3 separate regions of the Mus musculus genome follow, and regions 2 and 3 are each linked to region 1. The links are chromatin contacts, called in public promoter capture Hi-C maps. All regions are on one chromosome and are shown on one strand. The core of a region is the stretch at or near the end of the contact, and the rest is flanking DNA. Distances in the headings are between cores, read along the strand shown.

What was found. Promoter capture Hi-C pulls out the DNA fragments that hold promoters and counts their contacts.
Region 2: a promoter capture Hi-C map of cranial neural crest shows a contact between it and region 1. The contact joins the enhancer-like site here to the promoter of Ctss in region 1. A contact is called at or near these places in 15 of 39 promoter capture datasets (the 3T3-L1 cell line, the C10 cell line, the HPC-7 cell line and 11 more), 2 of 15 datasets of contacts at CTCF or cohesin (the NIH/3T3 cell line and embryonic stem cells), 3 of 484 Hi-C or Micro-C datasets (CD4 T cells, bone marrow-derived macrophages and embryonic stem cells), 34 of 115 datasets of contacts at active chromatin or transcription factors (the 230-238 cell line, the NIH/3T3 cell line, the SCID.adh cell line and 20 more) and 2 of 9 other capture datasets (adipose tissue and liver).
Region 3: a promoter capture Hi-C map of pre-B cells shows a contact between it and region 1, with 5 times the contacts expected there. The contact joins the promoter of Car14 here to the promoter of Ctss in region 1. A contact is called at or near these places in 8 of 39 promoter capture datasets (cranial neural crest, embryonic stem cells, frontonasal cranial neural crest and 5 more), 1 of 15 datasets of contacts at CTCF or cohesin (the NIH/3T3 cell line), 7 of 484 Hi-C or Micro-C datasets (the G1E-ER4 cell line, cardiomyocytes, embryonic stem cells and 3 more), 6 of 115 datasets of contacts at active chromatin or transcription factors (bone marrow-derived dendritic cells, bone marrow-derived macrophages, craniofacial prominence and 3 more) and 2 of 9 other capture datasets (adipose tissue and embryonic stem cells).

The regions. Positions count from the first base shown.
Region 1 is chr3:95,525,358-95,528,057 of GRCm38.p6, reverse strand. Ctss (cathepsin S) reads right to left here and starts at 1,272. Exons shown (of 8, transcript NM_021281.3): 1 at 1,133-1,272. The coding sequence starts at 1,158.
Region 2 is chr3:95,799,221-95,801,920 of GRCm38.p6, reverse strand. All of the region lies in intron 1 of Rprd2 (regulation of nuclear pre-mRNA domain containing 2), which reads left to right. Among named protein-coding and RNA genes, the nearest start is that of Gm26361, 3.7 kb to the right of the region's middle. Within about 2 kb of position 1,335, at least 3 of the 459 cell types and tissues checked have an H3K27ac peak or open chromatin away from gene starts, as enhancers often do.
Region 3 is chr3:95,903,354-95,906,053 of GRCm38.p6, reverse strand. Car14 (carbonic anhydrase 14) reads left to right here and starts at 1,369. Exons shown (of 11, transcript NM_011797.3): 1 at 1,369-1,734. The coding sequence starts at 1,680.

The DNA of each region.
Region 1 (2,700 bases), core at 23-2,522:
CACAACATAGTGTGTGGGTGGGTGGGGTGGGGGGTGTATGGCAACACTACATAGCACCTCATTAATATGTATAGTTACTCTCCTCTCTTAAATTGGTTAAAATTTAATTTCAAAACTAAGCCAGGTACAATGGTGGATACCTATAGTCCCATCTTCAGAAGCCAACGCAGGAGGACTGTCAACAGGGAGTTCCAGGCCTGTCCAGGCAACACAGAGAAGGCTGGGGATGCAGCGCCACGTCTGACACTCGTCTAGTATGGGTGAGACCCTTGGCCTGAGCGTGAACACCAAAGTAATACAAACAACCAAGCAGCTCAACCTTCTCTCTCAAATAACCGTGCTCGCCTTCAGAGAAGCTAAAGGACAACCCAGCTCTTAGATTTGTACACCCTTGGGTTATTTTCCTTTTTCACATTTCTCCCCAACAAATCAAATATCTGTTTCAGAGGAGATACCCCAAACAGGCTTCTCACCAGGTGTGGTGGCCCACGCTTGTGATCCCAGCACTCAGGAGGCAGAGGTGAGGCAGGAGGAGCACTGTAAGTTTGAGGCCAGCCTGGTCTTCATATCGAGTTCTAAGGCCGCCAAATTTAAGAGGTGAGGCCCAGCCTCTAAAAAACACAGCTGATGCCCGCTCCGTTCCTATATTTAACAGAAATTCAGTAGTTGCCTGAAACTGGATTTATTATTATTGTTTTTGTTGTTGTTATTATTATTTTAGTTTTTTGAGATAGTGTTTCTCTGTGTATCCCTGGCTGTAGCTGGCCTCAAACTCAGAGATCTGCCTGCCTCTGCCTTCGGAGTGCTGGGATTAAAGGGGTGAAGCGCCACTCCTCGGCTGAAACTGAATTTTTTAAATGGTGTGAGCCTTCAGCTCATGCTTCACAGGAGCCCAGGTTTAAATCTCACCGCATCCACATACAACACAGTTATCACACAGTTAAGCCAACAAGAATCTCTCAAACAGACTCTCCCTAATCAGAAAAACAAGAGGCGAATGGGCGGCATGATTTTTGTTTTCAGCTTACTTCCTGAAAGCAAAGATTTAAAATCCCAGCGGCCTGACTGATGAAAAGATAGAGCATGTTTAAGGCCATATATGAAGAAAACAAAAGAAGCAGACAGTACATACATGGCAGCGTGGCCAGGAGCCCTCATGGTCATCCTGAAGTGTGGTGCTCACTCCAAAGATGTCCCTGGCAGCAGGAGGCTGCTTGAAATGACTCTAAAAAGAAATCGGAGCTTGTCACATGAAGCATCCACAATGAGGAAGTGAACTTTCATTTCGGTTTCATTTAAAGACTTATGAGAACAGCTGCCTCCGCCCTCTCCTTCTCACCTTGGGACAGTTTGTGTGTAATGAGCTGCCCAGAGGGCTCCATGGTAGAGGCCATCAATAGAATGACCTCAGCAGAGAACAGGACAAAGTTTTCCTCCAACCCTGTGTCATTTTGGTGGTCCATTTTATTCACATCGGTTCTGAGATGGAAACATTTAGTTATAAAGACATTTGGATCAGGCGCCTCAAATCTCAGGTTGCTACATGATTCCCTAGGAAGCCCTGTCTTATCCTTTAACACAAGTCATGTATGACTTATTGTGTCTAATACTCACTCATCAGTTCCTTTGTTTTAGTTCAAAGGATCTTAACACACACACACACACACACACACACACACACAGAGTTATACACATACACTTATACACACAGTTCTATCACATAGTTATCTCTCACAAACATACAATTATACACACATGGTTATCTCACATATTCACACACAGTTATACACATACATTCATCCATACATATGGTTATTATGCACATATTCACAGTTAATCTCACACATAGTTATACATATACAGCACAGTTATCACACAGTTATACCCACATGCACACATATACAGTTACACACACACTTACTCACACCAGGATATACACCCAACTGCCACTGTGGTCTTCTAGGCACAGCTGGGGTAAAATGAACTATTGGTTTTTAAACCTGAATCTTTATTAATCACCAATGAAAATGGGCATCTCTCCCATGTTTTTGACCACTGAGTTTTCTGAGGATTGCATTTTCAATTATTTTGCTCATGTTTCTAGTGTATTTATCGGTTTTCTTGGTGATCTGCAGGGCCTGTTTTTACTGTTCTGGCTAGCAGTCTCTGGTGGTGCCGTACACTCCGCCTGCCTTCTCACAGTTCTCCATTGGTTTTTTTCTTTGTTTGTTTGTTTGTTTTTACTTTGCTTATACTGATTTTTTTTTTTTACTGAAAATTTAAAATGCTGAAATAGAACATCTGGCCAGGTATAGTGCTAGTCTCAGGCCAGCCTGGGTTACATAAAACCTTGTCCTCAAAATACAAAACAAGAAGGCAGTGAGGTGAGGAACTCCTGTTTCAATAATCTCCTGGAACTGCCAACTTGTTTCATTTATGCTCCCATTTCCCAGATTATTTCGAAATAATTCCTAGATCTCATGTGTAATATGTTTCATATGAAAATGTTTCAAGTGTTTATCTATTTTTACAATTATTGTGTGTGTGTCGGGGGGGGGGGAACCAGTGTCATGCTGCTAGGGACAGAATTCAGGCGTGGTGGCAAGTACCTTTGCCTGCTAACCCATCTTGTACACCCTCATGTGTATATTTTAAAAAGAGATATGATAAAGAAATACAAGCACAAACCATGATGACATC
Region 2 (2,700 bases), core at 86-2,585, 270 kb before region 1:
GGAATTGTGTTGTAGATGTATTGGTTGGGCAACCCACAGTTCCTTATGTTGCTGAAAGATGCTTTATTGATGAAGGGTAAGAACTACACTTATCAGACTGGGCTAGGCACAGGATGTCTACAGTTACTTATTTGTGTATGTGTGCTTGTGTGCACTTGTGCTATGGCATGTATGTGGAGGTGAGAGGACAACTTGCAGGGGTTTATTCTCTCCTTTCACTGTGTGGAACTCCAGTCACCAGGCTTGGAGGCACCTGTTGAGCCAGGCTTCTTGCTTGTTTACGCTCAGAGCTCTCCCTCCCCCTCTCTCTGGCACTAGGAATTGAACACAAGGCCTAGCAACATGTGGGCAAGCTACCGTTTGTATGTTTGATTTTGAGACTAGGACCTATGCCCATGTTGGTCAAAAACTGTTAGCATTTCCTCTGCCTTCGATACTTTAGTGCTAGGATTGCAGATGTACTCAACAAAATTCTGTGTGTGCCTGTTCATATGTATGGGTGCACTGTGTAGTCTTCATCCAGAGAGCATCCTTGGTGATCCTGGGACACTGACAACCTAGGTTTGTTTTTTTAGATTCATTTTAATGTATTTGTTTGAGTTATTTGCCTTTGTGTGTGTGTGTGTGCATGTGATGCCCACAGAGGTCAGAAGATGACATCAGAACCTCTTGAACTGGAGGTGTGAACCACTGTGTATGTGTCTACAGTCTAACCCAAGGCCTTAATTGCTAAGGAGACTCCCCTCACTCCTTTGTAAAAGACAGGATCTCAGTGGCCAGCTGCTTGGCCAGTAGGCAGTCATCTAAGTAGGACTACCTTGCCGGCCAGTCCTGATCAGCCACCTTCCCCATCAAGTATAGTTTTTCTTTTTTCTTTTTTTAATGTGTAAAATCTTTTTTTTTTTTTTTTTGGTTTTTCGAGACAGGGTTTCTCTGTATAGTCCTGGCTGTGTCCTGGAACTCACTCTGTAGACCAGGCTGGCCTCGAACTCAGAAATCCTCCTGCCTCTGCCTCCCGAGTGCTGGGATCAAAGGCGTGCACCACCACCGCCCGGCTAATGTGTAAGATCTTAAGTTTGTCAATTTATTTTACCAAAGACCATAAAATGCTACCATTGGTTTAATTACTACTGTTTTACAAACTGTTAGAATTAGAAGCACAGTATCTCAGAATAAAGAATTATAATCTTCAAACTATTTAAGTTGAGCTGTTTGAAACTTGGCCTTGATATCTTTGCCTTCCATATTGGAAATGTCACCTTTATAGTTCCCTAGTGTGCTGTCCTTTTCTGCATTGGACTTAAGTGTCTTCGGCTTCATTCTCCCCTTCTGAGTAAATAGTCCTCTCAGAACCATTTGTTTAATCAGCACTTCACAGTTTCTAAACTTTAAGTGGAGGCAGAGGAATTCAGGGTCATTTCTGGCTTCATAAGTTTGAAGTCAACCTATGCTACATGATCCTGTCTCCAAAAAGAGAAAAGAAAAAGAAGAGTGAACTTTTAATTTTCTCTTGGCTAACTTAGGAAAGATTGCCCTAATCCTGTGTAAAGTACATTCAGGGGGCTTTTCTGTTACTCCTTTTATCTCCTAAGTAAATGACATGGAGACCTGGTATATGTATTAAAAGCGTCAGGCACTAAGCTGAACAGGTTCTGAGCTGTTCTAACCCCCATGACTTCCTGGCCTACTTCCCTGCCATGTGTCCCGTTACCTGCCTTCATCTGTGTCCTCATGGAAACTCCCCTGGCAATCTCAGGGTGAATCTTTTTCTTTGATCCTCACCAGAGACCTCCTTGGGATTGGAAGTCTCACCTTATTCTTTCCTGCCCAGCTGTTGGCTGATCAGCACTTTATTAACCAATCAGATGATGGAAAACAGTTTTTACACAACGTGGAGACAGGAGATGCTTGACAGTGCCACCATCCTGACTGGTACCAGATCTCTGGGCACAGTCATCAGTATCTGAATACACAGCGCACAAAACCCTTGCCCAGCAATCATGATTCCTTTTCCTTTTCTTTCTCTCTCTCCTTAGGGTCATATTCTGTGAGTTATGAGGTGGGGTAACGGGATTAAACCCAGGGCATTGTAATGCTGGGCACAGAAAGGCTCTACCACTGAGAGAGAGGCAGGCCCAACACTCTTGACTTGTAAGTCGGGAAGGTAACTACAATGGAGAAAAGTGAGCTAGGGAGTTTCCTAGGCTGGGTGGCAAAGAGGGAAGGATTTGTGGTAAAAGTGACATTAGGGATAGTTGACATTAGAATAATTAAGAGACGTTTGTGTTAGCAGAGGCAGGTAGATTTCTGAGTTTGAGGCTGGCTTCGGAGAGTTGGTGAGGCCCCATTTTTTTAAAAAACAAAACAAAACAAACAAACAAAAAAAAACCCAAGAAAGTAATGAAACTCGATGTGCATGCTGTAATATCGGCATCAAGGGAGCCAAAGCAATAAGATTGGAGCTAGGCAGTGAGTTAGTGGGAAAGATACAAAGCTGCTTCCGTTTTATATCACCAGCATTACTGTATTTTATGAAGCCAGGTGTGCCCCCATCTACAGAGCACAGCACTAGGGAATGGAGGCAAGGAAGATCAGGAGTTGAAGGCTGTGCTTGATTGCATGATTTAAGACCAGCCTGGGCTACATAGACTCTATCTCAAATAAAAGGAGGAAAGTCCTGTATTCTGTTATTTAAGAGCA
Region 3 (2,700 bases), core at 120-2,619, 380 kb before region 1:
TTCGCAAAGCGATAAAACGTTGTGTGTGTGTGTGTGTGTGTGTGTGTGTGTGTGTGTGTGTATTTTAAATATATATATATATTTTTAAAAAGTCCTTACTCTGAAGCTCAGTCGTGGGACAGAAAAGCACTCTGAGCTCCTGTCTCCGCAGGAGTGATGACCTGGCACATGCATTATTCTGTTCATTTGGCTTTTATCCCGTGCCCTTGTTTGGCTTCTGCTCCTTTGTTTTGGCTATTTATTGCTACTTGATAGGAGTAAGGAGGGCAGAAAGACCTCACAGAGGTTATGGAGGAGAGATTTCACCATCTAGCTTGAAATTATCTGTGGTCTTCACACTCACTAATGAGGGACTTAGGATGTACATTCCGATCGGGATTTCTAGTCCCGTGGGGGAGCGCACACCAGCCACATTCCTGAGACGCCACGCAGCCTCCATGCTCCACTAGCAAACTCAGTTCCACCACAGCAAGTTTCACTTGATCCCACAGGACCTGCCTGGACCCTTTGTTGGGTGGGCGGGAAGCCCCTGGACCCCTCACCCACCTGGTCACATGGCCTTTCTATGGCCCCTCCCCTCTCTTTCTTTGGAGTCCGCCTTTTTCTCATGGTGACAGTAATTGTTTCTACAGTCACCCATCACTCCTCCTGCCCGGCCTCTCTGCTAGGGGTCAGTGTCCTCTTCAGTGACAAAAGGCGCCCTAGATCTGGGCTCCCTGGGGAGGGAGGTGGCTGGATCTGGTAGTTAGAATGCTGTCTCTCCCTGGTGCTGCGACAACCCCTCCCCCGCTGTGCACACAAATGGGCTTTATCCGGCAAACAAAACCGCACCCCCACCCCAGGCTACACAGGCACGTGGACCTAAGCCTCACCAAGGGAAGGGGGTGGTGACAGGCGCCAGAGAAAGACGAGGCAGAAGACAAATATTCTCCTCGCCCCACTTCTTGCTCTCCACAATCCAGATTTTAAAGTTTGACTTTCCACTCCCCACCTGCTCCCTGAGCCTCCAACTTCTGTTCTCCTATCTCCCGAATCTGAATTCTTTCTGGTTCCAACCAGCTCAACTTCTCTTGGTTTCAGAAACAGGTTCCCCACCAGCAGTCCCATACCACCCAGGGATGTGCTCCTCAGGCAGGGGAATGAGAACACGGTGTCCTGGGAGGGAGAGGTGCGAAACCCCCCTTCCCTGACCGAGAGTTCCAGGGGACACCCGTACGAGCGGCAGTGTAAATAGCAAAGGAAGAGCTCACTCCAGGGTCCTGAGCCAAGGCCAGGGCGCTGGGCTCTGCTGGGCCATCCTGCATGCCTAATCCGCTATTTAAGGAGCTGCTCGGCTGCAGCCCAGGCACCACCCCCCTCCTCACGTACACCGGTTTCGAGCCACCTTAAAAGCGGGAGGCAACTGTGAAGTTGCTGGCCAGTAAGTGGTGTGGAGATTACGAAGGGACATACGGAGAGGGCAGAGAGAGGAAGAGAGAGAAAGTGAGAGAGGAAGAAATTTATCCTGGGATCCAGAAGTTCGTGTTAACCTGTGGAAAATCAAGTCCCTGGAAGTCTGCAGAGACAGAGACAAGAAGAAAAGAGATAGAACGCCAGAAACTCCTCTCTCTCCCTCCCTCTCCACCTCTCTCTTCTAAACCCCAAATTCCTGGTCCCTTGTACCCCATTGTGGGGATAATATGTTGTTCTTCGCTCTCCTGTTAAAGGTGACTTGGATCCTGGCTGCAGATGGGGGTAGGTACAACTGGGTCTGTGCTAATGTCCACCCGTAGCCATGTGTACTTATGTGGGGGAGGAGAGGTTTCAGAAAGGGAAGCCTAGGGGCTGGGGGGTAGGGGGGGGAGGCATGGGGTGGGAGAAAGACTATGGAGGAGATCCTTCCATTCTTTTCCTTTTCCTCTCTAACCCAGCGATTACTGCTATCTCTGCGACAGGGAGAGCTAGCCAGAGGCCAGTGTGTGAATGCTCAGGAGTGTAGGACACTCGGCCAGCTACAGTTCTCCAGTCCACTCTTTCCCCACTGCCCTAGTCCCGGGCAGCCCTCCTGCCCGTCTTTGTTTACGCACTCTGCTGGTTAGGGAGAGCAGGGGTGAGAAGGGACACGTGCTGCAGTCCTGCCCGACTCAGACCCCGACCCTCTGCTGATCAAAGGATAACTCCATTACCTGCCAAGGGGCAGGGGCAGCTGGTCCATTTCCCTGAAAGGAACACGACTAAACGTTTGCTCAGCTCTTTATAGTGTACAAAGGGCTTTCAGGATTAGGAGAGAGGTGGGGAGACGTTGGAGAAAACAAGCTAAGTTGTTTCTGGAACGCCTGAAGGATTCCCACAACTTTTTTTGTTGTTATTGCTTATTTTTATTTACTTTTTTTTTTGAGACAAGGTTTCACGTGGCCAGACCTATCTCAAACTCACTCTGTAGCTGAGGTTAGACCTGCTTGGCTCTGCCTCCCCATGCCTGGTTTCTACACCCTGTTTTTGTGCTTCTCAGGCCCCATTCTGTATCCAGCACATAGTAGGTGAGGGATTAAAGTTTATTGGAAGGACGAGGTGGGGGGGGGGATTATCTAGAAAGCGAGAGGAAGATGGGACCAAGGGATCCAAAAGAAAATGAGGAGTCACAAATCTCTTCTGAGAAGAAACAATTTGGAAAGAGGAAAAAAGAGGCATTAGAATCAGCTCAGAGCATTTCACAGGAAG